Regions from separate parts of the Mus musculus genome. Here region 1 is linked to region 2. Evidence: chromatin contacts called from public Hi-C data. All regions are on one chromosome and are shown on one strand. Each heading gives the region's core, a stretch centred on a gene start, on an enhancer-like site or on the middle of the called end of the contact. The rest is flanking DNA. Distances are from core to core; before and after follow the strand shown. Region 1 holds the start of 1600002D24Rik (RIKEN cDNA 1600002D24 gene). Region 2 has its middle 25 kb from the start of Ets2.

Region 1 (6,792 bases), core at 2,641-5,140, 200 kb after region 2:
TGTGCATCCTGGTGTGATACTGTCTAGTTCAGGATCTGGAGTCACCTAGAAAGCACTTCTGGACATATCTATGATGAATTTCTAGGTTAAGTTAATTGAGGTGGGAAGACCCACCCTCTGCATAGGCAGCAGAATCACTCTGTGGGTTCAGGTCTCAGGCAAAATAAAAAGGAGAAGCAAGCTGAAAAGCAGCATTCATATCTCTCTCTCTCTCTCTCTCTCTCTCTCTCTCTCTCTCTCTGTGTGTGTGTGTGTGTGTGTGTGTGTGTGTGTGTGTCTCTCTCTCTCTCTCTCTGTGTGTGTGTGTGTGTGTCTGTGTGTGTGTGTCTCTGTCTCTCTCTCTCTCTCTGTCTCTCTTTCTCTCTCTCTCTCTCTCTCTCTCTCTCTCTCTCTCTCTCTCTCTCTCTCTCTCTCTCGTTTCCTGACTGTGGATGCAGTGTGGCCAGCTGCCTCAGGCTCCGGCAGCCATGCCTTTCCTACCATGATGTACAGAACCGTCAAACTGCAAACAGGATAATCCCTTCCTCCCTTAAGATGCTTTGGTCGAAGAACTGAGAAAAATCACCAACACGTCAATGAGGACGCTCCCCAAGTTCTCCTTGGAGAAGAAAGCAGTCGCCAGCACTGGTGCCAGACAGACAAGCGATGCAACATGAGAAAACGGTGCAAATCTGAGGTCTTTGTAGAGGAGGCAGGTCACTAGGGTGGGCTTTGAAAGTTACACCTGGTCCCCAGGTCCTTCCTCTTTCTCTGCTTCCTGTGTACCACAAGATAAATAACCTTCACCACACACCCCTACCCCTAGGGTCCTGCCTCACAGAGACATAGCCAAGTGACCATGGACTGAACCATGAGCTGGTTGTTTTCATGTTGTTTTCAAGTAGTAACAAAGGTGTTGGTTACAACACCATAAAGAATAACTACAGCATTCAGTGACTAGGGCTGGAGATGGGGACCAGTGGGTCATTGGAGCTCACCCAGCTCCCATAAATCCCTACGTTTGACTCTGAGCATCCCATGAGCTCAGGTGGGATGACACACACCTGTAATCCCAGCACTCAAGAGACTGAGGCACAAAGACCAAGAGCTCAAAGTCACCCTCAGTTGTGTAACAAATTCAAAGCCAACCTAAAAACCATGAGACCTTGTCTCAAAGAAGGAAAGTCATTCAGGGGACAGAAGCCAGAATTACTAACTCTGAACCTGACACTGTTCTGGATGGCATAGGCTGACCTGTCCTGTCCCCTAAAACACATACATGCTCATCTTAAACATGCCACCTCAGATAGTGAAGTTATTTGGAGTTAAGGTGAATTGAAGCCATTGGAGAGATTTCCTAACCACTGTGACAGGTGTTGCTACAGGAAAATAAGAATATGGCTCTCAGGGGTGACCTCATTAGGAAAAGGCAGCCTAGCAGGCAAGGAGAGCCCGCCTTGAGAACCCAGCCCCGCCACACCTGGACCATGGTCTCTGGCCTGCAGGGCTATGAGACAGAAAGTATGCTTAAGCCCCAGACCGAAGGCTCATTGAGACTGGAGCACTGGGTTCCTTCACATGGTACAGTTCCTGGTCCGTGTGCCAATTTTGTGCATGTCGTTGTTATGACCTTTTGTAATGAAAACAATAAAGCCTTTTAAAAAGGAGTTCATCGGCCTGCCCAGTGCACACATTCAGCTAATATTCAAGCCAGGGTGAAGCTGGAGACTGCTCTGCAGCAAAGGCTGCCTGCTAGGTCAGAGGCCAGGGATAAGGGGAACTCCCCTCCCACAGGGGATCCAAAGCCTTCAACACGTCCTTTTTTTCTACCCTGAGCCCAGAAGAGAGATCAGAACCCCCTAACCTTGCCCAAGAGGTTTTTCTTTGAAGGTTGAGGGCCAGAAAGAAGGTTGCAGTGGTGACATCACTGAGACGGTCTCAGTGGGCAAAGTGCTTGCTGCCCAAGCATGAGGACCCGAGTTCACATCCCCAACACCTATATAAAAGTGCTAGCTGCAGCACGCAGCATGTATCTGCAATCCCAGAATCCCTAGAGCCTGCTGGCCAGCCAGTCTAATCAATAAGCTCAGGATCAGTGAGGGACTGAGTCTCAAGAAATAAGGTGACGTGTGACTGAGGGAAAACACAAAAGGCACACATGTGCCCATGTGCACACACACAAACATGGGGACACATGTACAGCACATACATGTGCTCACACACATGTAGATAGAATAAGGGATTGTAGGCTGGAGAACGAACTCAGCAGTTAAGAGTGCTTGTTCAATTCCCAGCACCCATCTGGGAGCTCACAACTCTCTGCAACTCCAGTAAAATGAGCGTGTGTGTGTGTGTGTGTGTGTGTGTGTGTATGTGTGTGTGTATGTGTATGTATATGTGTGTGTATGTGGGGGGTGAGTATGTCTGTTTGTGTCTGTGTGTGTATGTGTGTGTCTATGTGTCTGTCTGTCTGTGTGTGTGTATGTGGGAGTGGGTATGTCTCTGTGTGTCTATGTGTGTGTGTCTATGTGTGTGTGTGTCTATGTGTGTGTGTGTCTATGTGTGTGTGTCTATGTGTGTGTGTCTATGTGTGTGTGTGTCTATATGTGTGTGTTTCTTGTGTGTGTGTGTGTGTGTGTGTGTGTGTGTGTGAAAGAGGCTCAGTGGGACATGTGTAGTCACTGGATCTGCATACTCTACATTTTTTGTTAGAAATTAGCAGGTTTTAGCTTTTTTTTTTTTTTAAAGGTAGCTAATTTAATTTTCTGAGCAGAATACACACAGAAGTAAAAAGCATCAAGCGTACATTTCGCAGACAGAAACCCAGGCTCAGAAAGTCTGCTCCACTGTGCTTCAGATCTGTAAACCAGGGCTGACAGCTCTGGCCCAGGTGTCACGTCCATGGGAGGTCAACATTAACTCCACTACAATTTTAATATAATGAAAAGGCAGGTTGTATTGAAATAATGATAGGATAAAAAACCAAACATGACAAGGTGCCCTAATAAATAATAAGACCATCTACGCAGGTTGGTTCCCTACCCAAGCCATCAGCAGTGCATTTGAGTGGCTAGGAGTCTTGAGTATATTTTTCCTTTAATTAATCCATATTTTCTAAGGTGAGCTGACATGAATCATTTTACAACAGTTACTTTCTTAAAGTAAAACTAGAAGTATCCCATCACTGAAGGGAGAAGTTTCCTTCAGTTGCATGGCCCATGCCTGATGAATGAGCTCTCGTCTAGGCTCCTGTAGGCAAGCAACCCTAACAAAACTCACTGGGCCACCAAAACAAACAAGGAAGAGTCAGAAACGTAGTGGGTGGGGAAGAGGAGAGGGTCAGGAGGAGGAGGGAGTGGTAATGGAGGTCAAGATAAGCAGAATATGTTATATACATGCATCAGTGTGGCACCATGGAGCCCGTAATTATACATAACTAATAGATTCTAGTGAAACAGTTTAATCCCCTCATTGCACATAACCCCATGGACTCCCTAGAAAGTGCAAATTAGAAACCCAACACAGGTCGACAGTTCAGCCCCAGTGAAGGATCTGGTATTTGAAGTGTGGCCTTTGACCAAATACAGCAAACAAGATCTACAACTTTGCTTCTCTCCAACCGCAGGCCGGGGGCTGGCTGAGCGAGTCCCTGACCCTGCCACAGTTGCACAATGTAAACATTCAGACTGGGAAGCATGGGGGGCGGGGGTGAAGTGGGACAGGTGAAACAGGAGCCAGCTCTCTCAGTCCCTCTGTCCCTCATCCTCTCTCTCTCTCTCTCTCCGGAGTTCCTATGAGAAGACAGACATGTGTAGTGGTGAAACCAAAGGAAAGTGAAGCAGCCGTCTACCTGCCTGGTCTTCTGTGTAGCAACACGAGGTTTCTTCCCAGAATGGCCTGAATGTGTAGAGCAAACGGGAGGAGTTACGGAAGCCTGTGAGACTTTCTGAGAAAGCAAAACCTGCTCGTGCAGGCACAGACGTTGACGTTTGTGTTCCTTGAGGCTTTAAGTCCAGCACAGGTGCTGGGACCTCAGGGAGGCCTTCTCATAGCGTGCCAAGGAGAGAGACTGCGTGTAATGGTGTCTAACTCACAGCCCTTCCCCAAGGCTTGTCCATTAAGCCTTGGTCCCTACCACATGATGCTACTGGGAAGCTCCTGGTGCATAAGAAGTTAAGGCTCTGGGTGTGTCTTAAAGGAGAACGGGGACCCTGGCTCATTTTACCTCTCTCTCTTCCCAGCTGCCCTGAGGGATGCAATCCCTCCCATGTACACCTACCATGATACTTCCTGCAAACCACAGGACTCAAGCAACATGAACTACAAGCCTTTTATAGTTGATTGCTTGAGAAACTTTGTTATCCTGCCGAAAGCTGACCAACAGCAGGCACACTTAATATTCTTCTGTTGCTGTATTTGGCTGTGGCCAAAAACTCTTCAGGAAGGCAGGCCTTGTTTTAGCTCATGGCTCCAGAAGGACAGAATCCTCATGGCAGGGAAGGGCAGTCAGCAAGCGGGAAGATAGCTGGTTGCATTTTTCATCCATACAAAGGAAACAGAGAAAGGGGAACAGGAAGTGGGGTGAGAGACTATAAACCATCGAAGCCTGGCCCCAGTAACACACTTCCTCCAGAAGGCTCCCTCTCCTCCAGGTTCCATCATCTCCACAGGCAGCGGCTCCTGCAGGGGACTGAGTGTTCAGGCAATGAGCCTGTGGGAGACATGTCTTGTTCAGATCACCACAGTGTACAGGAGGGTGAAGTGGTGTGAGCCAAGGAGCTCTGTTCTGACAGCCCACTGTTGAAATAACCCACAGACTTCCTGGGGAGCATTAATCCATCACCGAGGGTGGAGCCCTCCCAGCAGAACCACCTCCTAAAGGTCACACGCTGTTGCCATGGCACCTAAATCCCTTTCTGAACATTGGGGCACTGGAGACCAGTGAGTACGACAGTGGCCTGACGGCGTCTTTGGCAAAGATGCTCTGTTTCTGTGTCCCGACATGAGCCACGGAAGCCACAAAACAGATCTGACAGATCTGCAGGAGGTGGGACCCACCTGACAGGTGCAGCAGGCTGCCTGCTTCTCCTCGCCACACCTGGCTCCTTCCCACTAACCATGAGGGAACTCTGGTGTCGTAGTTAGGGTTTACCGCTGTGAACAGACCCCACGACCAAGGCAACTCTTACAAGAACAACATTTAATTGGGGCTGGCTTACGGGTTCAGAGGTTCAGTCCAGTATCATCAAGGTGGGAGAAGAGCAGCATCCAGGCAGGCATAGGGCTCGAGGAGCTGAGAGTTCTACCTCTTGTTCTGAAGGCAAACAGAATACCACTTCCAGGCAACTAAGATGAGGGTCTCAAAGCTCACCCTCACAATGACACATCTACTCCAACAAGGCCACACACTTAGTAATAGTGCCATTCCCTGGGCCAAGCATATTCAAACCATCACATCGGGCATTCCCAAGGGATGCAGAACAGCTTGAGTGAAGGAAAGCATGTACCATGTTATTTTGACATACACACACAGACACACACATACATATATATATATATATACACACACATACATATATACACACAGAGAGACACACATATACAGACACACACAGACACACACATACATATATACACACACACAGACACACATATACAGACACACACATATACATATATACACACACAGAGACACACATATACAGACACACAGATACACATACAGACACACACATACATATATACACACACACAGACACACATATGCATATACATATACACACGCACATACATATATACACACACAGAGACACGCATATACAGACACAGACACACACATACACAGATACACATACAGACACACACCCTATCACTCACATGGAGCAGCATGGATATGTCCAGTCTGCAGCTGAGTACAACTTGATTATAGCCCAACATTAAATCCTAAACTGTTTAAAACATGATGGTTTTTCCCGTTGTTTTGTTTGTTTGTTTGTTTGGCTGGTTGGGGATTTTTGTAACTCAGTTTCATGATTCTTCAGGATGGACTTCATAGACGGACTTTGTAGACGACAATGTCGAATCGCGGTGTCAGAGGCTGAACAGCTGGATCCTGTGTGGAAAATGCCCAGCCTCTGCTCTGAGAGCCCTGTGCGCCAGAGTGGAAGAGACCCTGACTGAAGATATACCCACAGGACATGGCACCCCAGTTCAGAAGAATCAGGTAACAGAAATGTAGGCCAACATGAAGGACATCACCCAACATAGCCACAGCCTTCTGTAAGTCACACAGAGGCAGGCCAACCATAGATGTCTGGTCTGGGTGGCTGCAAGGCTCAGCCACTGAGCCAGGCTCTAGGGATCATCAAGAAACCCAGTGAGACCAGCTCTGGGCCATAGAACCCGGATGGCCTCCACCGTTCTCCTTCAGTCTATTAAAAGCCTCGAGTCCCCTGCCACATCCTGATTCTCATTCAGAAAGCAGATTGACCTCGGGCACACGCCTTATTTCCCTAGGTTGTGTCTGCTTTTTTCTTGAATGGAATTGTTAGGTTGTTTGTTTCGGTTCCTCTTTGCGGATACCAAGGAAGCCGTGTTCCCCTTTTCCTGGTACTAGAAGTGCGTCAGTTTGAGTAATAGCAAGTTAAAATAGTGAGGACTCAGGGGCGGCTTTGCGGCTGGACTGTCGGGCATCTGAGGGAGGTACCTCTCATTGGTTTGTTTGTTTGTTTGTTTGTTTGTTCTATATTCTTGCCAACTATCCCAGGGTGTGTCTCTAAGCAGATGTGTGTCTGGCAGGACATAACAAGAACA
Region 2 (6,699 bases), core at 3,655-6,154:
AGGGAGAGGGAGAGGGAGAGGGAGAGGGAGAGGGAGAGGGAGAGGGAGACCCAACAGAATTCATGTGTAAGTCTGAAAACAACTTGTGAGAGTCAATTCTCTCTGTGGGGAAGTGGAACCATGTCACCAGACAGAAACTGGGAAGGTTTAGTGGAGTCAGGAACCCTGGTACTCTCATATCTGAGAACAGTAGGCACTTTTTCTACTCCTAACCTGGTTCCTGACCTGGAGCGCATGACCATGACACCCCACTTGAGGATCATGACCTCTGGTCATAGAGCACAGAACACAGAGTTCTCCGTGCTAATGAGGTATCTGGATGGGCTCTGAGGGTTTAGCCAATAAGCCACCCTTCCCAGACATTCCTTTCTGCAAAAGGTTTTTAATCTCTGGTCCACCCTGAGATTAAAAGTTGTATACCTCCATTTTCCACTATGAATAAACAGTTTGAGTAAGTAATTAAGAACTGCTGTAGGGGGAAGCCTTCATCATAGAGATACTTACCCTGAGCTAAGTCAGAGCTCCCCTCCCCCACCCCCACCCCCCACCCCAACCCTCATCACTGGCCCTGCCTTCCCCACCTCCTATTCTCAATTCCTCCTGCTTCCCAGCAGCAACTGGGTGCCCAGGTGTATGAGAGCACCAACCTTGGCCTCAGCCTGCATGATTTCTCACCAGGGGTTGGGGCACCCATCTTAGGCTGCATTCTGCCACACTGGAGTGGGCACTGGCACTGGCACCACCATGGAGGAGAGGATGGAATGTAGCCTAGCACCTCCCCGTTTGGTGCCTGAGTGGCATTCAAGCATCCCAGCAGCAAGGCTGAACTCGAACCTATGTCTCTCCTTCTACCATGTGGGACCTGGAGATCAAACTCATATCGTCAAGCTTAGCAGCAAGGGCTCTTATCCACTGATCCATCTCGCCAGCCTCTCATACTTTTCTTAACTCGAGACTGAGCCTCTGCTGAGCTGAGGAGTGTGGGTAGCCTCTCCATGGTGGGGAAATAGTAAAGTTAAAACAAGGGGCAGTGGTGCACATCTTGTAATCTTAAGGTTGTCAGAAGTTCAAGGCTATCTTACTCTACATATGAAGTTCCAGGCTTGCCAGAGCTACATAATGAGAAAACCAGCAAGACAGGGAGGAAGTTAATTCAGTCCCTTTGTGCTTATATCTCTTCTTGGCCTGTTGGCATAAAAGACATATTGATCAACTGGATTAAAAAGAAGACTCAGAGATAATCCCACACACTTACAGACACATGATTTTTCATAAAGAAGTCAAACAGATACACTGGAGAAAAGACAGCATCTTCAACAAATAGTCTTGGCCAAACTGAATAGCTGTATGTAGAATATAAATAGATCCATATCTATCACCCTCTACAAAACTCAACATATCGGAACGTCAACCTAAGACCAGGATTCCTGAATCTCATAAAAGAAAAATGAAGGAATGGGCTTGAACTCATGGGCACAGGAAAAGAATTTCTGAACAGGATATTGATAGCATTAAAACCCAATCAATAAATGGGACTTCATAAAGCTGAGAACCTTCGTATGGAAAAGGATACCACCAGGCAAAGCAAGACCCTACAGAATAGGAAAAGACCTTTGCCAGTTAATTATACACCTGATAGAAGTTTAGTGCCTAACATATACCAAGTACTAAAAAAAAAAATAATCAACAAAACAAACATCTTGGTCAAAACGGAATACAGAACTAAGCAGAGAGTTCTCAAACGAAGAAACACACAAATGGATGAGGAAGGCTAAAGAAATGTCCAACATCCTTAGCCATCTGAGAAGTGCAAACTTAAAACTACCTTGAGATTTCATTTACCCCAGTCAGAATGGCCAAGACCAGTAAAACAATTGACAGCATATGCTGGCAAAGATGGGGGGAGGGGAGGCTTATTCATTGTATAACCACTATGAAAATCAGTGCTGGAGGCTCCTCAAAAAGCTGAAAATCAATCGAACACAGTATGCAGCTATATTACTCTTGGCCACATACCCAAAATACTCTCTATCTTACTATAGAGATCCTCACTCATCTGTGTTTGTTGCTGCACTATTCGTAATAGCTGGAGACTGGAAACAACCTAGCTGTGCACCTCCTAATAAATAATAATGAAAATCTAGACTATTATATAATGAAATATTTTGCAACTGTTAATAAAAATGAAATTATGAAAAGTTCAGGCAAATGAGTAGAGCTAGAAAAAAAAAATCATCCTGGGTGAGGAAACCCAGAGGAAGACAAATTTTGCTTATTTCCTCTTATGTATGGATGCCATCTCTTAAGCTTTAGATATGTGTGCTTCAAATATCCATCGAGGTAGATAATAAGGGACTGGGGGCGGGATCTTCCAAGGAAGGGGAAAGAGACTGTAGTGCTATAAAGAGATACAGAAAACAATATTAGGAGGGTGAAATATGGAGGGGGGGGGGAGAAGGATGGATGAGAGAGTTGGGGGAGGGGTAACTAACACCAAAGGACTTCTGAAAAGTAATACAGAAACCTACTCTAAAAGCTTCCTAAAGTATACACATATATGAAAGGAATGTAAATGGAGTCACTGTGTAAGGGGCAAGACAATGCCTCAACTGCACATCCTATACTACTAAGTATAATCTCCAGCATCAGGAATGCCTTACATCACTGGAGAGAGCAGTCCATAAACAGGTCTGCCCTCACCCCCAATACCACAGGCTGTTGCAAATGCTATTGGTTGCTATCCACACATGATGGTAAGGCCCTATCGCTGAAGACACAGCTTACGTATGCCATCAACCATGAAGAAACTGAGATGCTGCCCAACTAGAGGCTTCACCAGGTCTGACCAGCAGACACAGTACCCGGAAGTTACTCTGTGCTCTACCAGAGGGGGAAAGCAGTCATCAGAACCAACCCTCAGCCTACAGCAATCAGGCGCTTGTCTGATAGACTGGTGCAGGTGTGGCACAAAGGTTATGGTAATAACCAAGCATTTTTTTTTTTTTTGCCAGATTTAAGACCTACTCCATGAGACAGAACATATAGGTGACTCTGAGGTTATATAGGTCATGGGCCTAGGAAAAGATCAATTACTGTTACTCTTCTAAAGGACATTAGCAATAAAATGTAGCTTAATGCTATACTCCTATGCCCACAGATGAAAGCATCTCTCAGCCCCTACCAGAGAAGCTTCTTGCAATAGATGAGAATTGACACAGAGACCCACAGCTAGATAACGTGCAGAGAAGATGTCTTTATCAAGCCCTGCCAGACCTCATCAAGGCTCAGGGACCTTTATGAAAGTGGAGGGGAAAGATTGGAAGAGCCAGAGGTATCAGATATAAAAGGATTGATAAAATAATAATAATAATAATAATAATAATAATAATAATAATAATAATAATAATAACTCACAGAGACTACAGTAGCATACCAAGACCTGCACAGGTTCAAACCAGACAAAATCTCAGCATGGAGGAAGGGAAGTGGACACAAAGTATCACCCCTAACTAAGAAACTATTTGCAATGGATACTTTCTGGTAGAAGGAAAAATCCATTGTCTCAAATGGCTATCCCTGGGAATACCACACTCCAAGGCAGGTCCCATGCCCAGGAGTAGTTAGCTAACACAAAACCAACTCCAGAAGTTTTGTTTGGGGGAAGGGGTCCGGCACACTATTGTTTTGTTTTGTTTGGACATTTTTTTTTGTCCTATTGACTTTTTTTTTTTAGGTTTATGTTTTAATTTTCAGTTTTTGGGTTTTGTTTTTGCCTTGAGAGACGCAAAGAACATGCAGTTGGGAAGGGATGGAAGTAGGAAGGATCTGAGAAGAATTTAAACAAGGGGAAAATATATGATCAAAATATACTGTATAATTTTTAAAATAAAATGTTATTTATTGGTGATGGCATTCCTTCTAGGCTCCACCCCACAGTTACCTGGCAACAGCCAGGTGTGCCTGACTCACTATAAAAGGGGCTGCTTGGCCCCTCCTCACTCTCTTCTTTCTTCTTCTCTTGCTCTCTTACCCTCTTCTTCCTCTGTTCCTTCTCTCCCCACTCTCTCCACTCCTCATGGCTAGCCTCTCCTCTCCTCTCCTCTCCTCTCCACTCCACTCCTCTCCTTTCCTCTCCTCTCCCCTCCCCTCCCCTCCCCTCCCCTCCCCTCCCCTCCCTTCCCCTCCCCTCCTCTCCTCTCCTCTCTTCCCCTCTTCTTCTTCTCCTTCTCCTTCTCCTCTTCCTCCTCTTCCTCCTCCTCCTCTTCCTCACCCTCCTTCTTCTTCTGTCTCTCTCTCTCCCTCCCTCCTTCCCTCCCTCCCTCCTTCCCTCCCTCCCTCCCTCCCTCCCTCCCTCCCTCCCTCCCCCAACTCCCCTCCTCATGCCCCAAATAAGCTCTATTATATACTATACTCATCCTGTGGCTGGTCCCTCAGGGGGAAGGGATGCCTCAGCATGGGCACTCAGAGGCACCCCCTTCCCCTGTACCATACCACTCATCCACCAAACATGCCTGGCTTCTCTCTCTCTCTCTCTCTCTCTCTCTCTCTCTCTCTCTCTCTCTCTCTCTCTCTCTAACACAACAGTTGTTATTTTTAAAAAGGAATCATCAACACTACTGCAGATGTCACACTAGGGCTCCTTCAGGCTCCCAGTTCCTCTATCCACAGCCCTTGGTTTGCATTTCAAATTACCCATGACCTTCAGATCTCTTCATCTGGGCCAGATGCTGATCTGTCAGCTCTCTCAGAGCAATACAGAAGGGTGAGACCCAAAAGCTTAGCCGGGGAAACCCCCGGTTATGAAAGCATGTTGTAACTCTTGGGCGGAGCTCAGTCATGTGAGTCCTGCCTGAAATATGACACTTGGGAAAGTCCATTTTTGGGCATAGCTGGTGTGATGACATCGTTGCAACTGGAACTGACATGGTTTTTGTTCTAGGCGCTATGAGTAACTGTCCCCTCCCTGTCTCCCGAAGCCATGTTCAGGTGGCACAATGGTTCAGGATTGCCAAAGCCAGTTCCCACAAGCTGTCTCCATGTGTCCAACTCTAATCTCTTCAGATGTAGAGCCAGGGTTCAGCATGTGATCACGTGGCACAGCACATCAGAAGCACGGGTTCGTGCAGTCCAGTGGACCAGAGAGAGGCAGGCTGGCTGGAAGACAGAACACGGAGGCTAAAAAAAAAAGCACATGAGACTTGGACTCTGAATAGAAAAGAACTACATGTTGGCTGTGGTCACCTTCACATGAACCTGGTGCTGAGAAATACCACCCACTTTGGGGTTGGATGCGGCTGTCCATATCATAAAGTAAGCACATAATTAATGGCTGCAACAGCCAGCACCATTTTCAAAGTTCACTTTCATCTGCCATTCCATTTATTCCTTGAGAGGTTGGTTTTACTACTCCCATTTTGCAGATGTGGGAATTGAGGCTTAGAGAGATAAAACTCCTGCACCAGAGGGGCTGGATCCTGATCCATCAGTGTAGCTCCTGACTTGCTATGCCTGATGTGTATGGGAGCTAAGACTTCAGTCCTTGGAACGTGCACATGATATATACATGTGAGCACACACCAAATGCACACACATGCACACACATGAGAAAACACCCTGCTGCTTTCACATTAGCTGTTTCTTTTAGTCCACCCTCCCACATCTTGTAAGCATTAACTCCGTGGGGCTGGCATCCAGGGCCACACATTGGCAGCATTTATTTTATTATTGCTCTGCAAGCTGTTGTGTGACGTGAGGATGTCACCAGTTTTGTTCCTTTTGGGAAAATAAGCATCATCCACCCCCAGCTCCTTCCCTGCTGTGTGGACATAGACACGGCGTCCGTGCATCATCTACCCTGCCTGGCTCTTCACCCCAGCCTCCACTTGCTGCACAGGAAAGTGGTGCTCCTGTGTCCACATTCTCCTGTTCATAAGATAACAGCAGCCTACCTTAGTGCACCACGGAGACCTAATCCTAATCCAGGTGCCTCTGTAAAGTCTCTGCTGTCTCTGAACCCAGCCCCACCTTGAGGTTCTAGGGCTGGAAGTGAATGGACGACTCTGAGAGAAATCTGAGAGGGTTCTTCAACTCATGTCCTCAACACTGATCAGATTCATGATAGCTTCAGTACCCTGAGTGGTATCTGTGCTCTTGGAACTATCTTAAGCGTTAAAAATATTACAGACACAGAGAGAGGCTCTTACTATAAAGAGTAAACAAGGGGTGAGATTTATATCGCCAAGGGTAGAGACAAAGTAAAATCAGATCAAATGCTCAAATGAAGAGAGGATTGAAATGCAGCCTAGTGGTAGAGCACTTATCTGAGCTTGTGCAAGCCTCTGGGTCCCAAACTAGCACAGGGAAGGAAGAAAAGGAGGAGAAAAAGGAGGAGGGAGGGGGAGAGGGGGGAGGGAGGGGAAAGGGGGGAGGGGAAGGCAGGGAGAGGGAAGAAAAGGAAGGGGGGATGGAGGAGAGGAGAGGGCAAGGAAAGGGAACAAATAGGACTGGGGGAAGGAAGAGGAGGGTGAGGAGGGGGAAGAGAGGGAAGGGGAAAGGAGGGGGAGAGAAGGGGGGAGGAGAAGGTAGACTGGAAGGGAGGGAGAAGGAGGAGAGGAAGGGCCAGATAAAAAGAACAGTTTTTATTTTAAGATTAATTTTATGTTTTACCTGCATGCATGCATGTATACCATGTGTATGCCT

The links. A called contact is a pair of places that touch in the nucleus more often than the background predicts.
Region 1: a contact with region 2 is called in a Hi-C map of bone marrow-derived macrophages, with 35 read pairs. The contact joins the promoter of 1600002D24Rik here to the enhancer-like site in region 2. A contact is called at or near these places in 1 of 15 datasets of contacts at CTCF or cohesin (the NIH/3T3 cell line), 22 of 484 Hi-C or Micro-C datasets (the 63-12 cell line, the AtT-20 cell line, B cells and 17 more), 5 of 115 datasets of contacts at active chromatin or transcription factors (the HPC-7 cell line, embryonic stem cells, epiblast stem cells and 2 more) and 2 of 9 other capture datasets (adipose tissue and liver).

Annotation. Positions count from the first base shown.
Region 1 is chr16:95,925,187-95,931,978 of GRCm38.p6, forward strand. It overlaps 1600002D24Rik (RIKEN cDNA 1600002D24 gene), which reads right to left and starts at 3,891. Exons shown (of 4, transcript NR_040484.1): 1 at 3,830-3,891. Gm41508 (a long non-coding RNA gene) reads left to right here. Exons shown (of 3, transcript XR_876299.1): 2 at 6,021-6,202.
Region 2 is chr16:95,724,192-95,730,890 of GRCm38.p6, forward strand. No RefSeq gene overlaps it. Among named protein-coding and RNA genes, the nearest start is that of Ets2, 25 kb to the left of the region's middle. Within about 2 kb of position 4,905, at least 179 of the 459 cell types and tissues checked have an H3K27ac peak or open chromatin away from gene starts, as enhancers often do. A contact at or near this core is called in the 63-12 cell line, the AtT-20 cell line, B cells and 10 more, where this site is marked.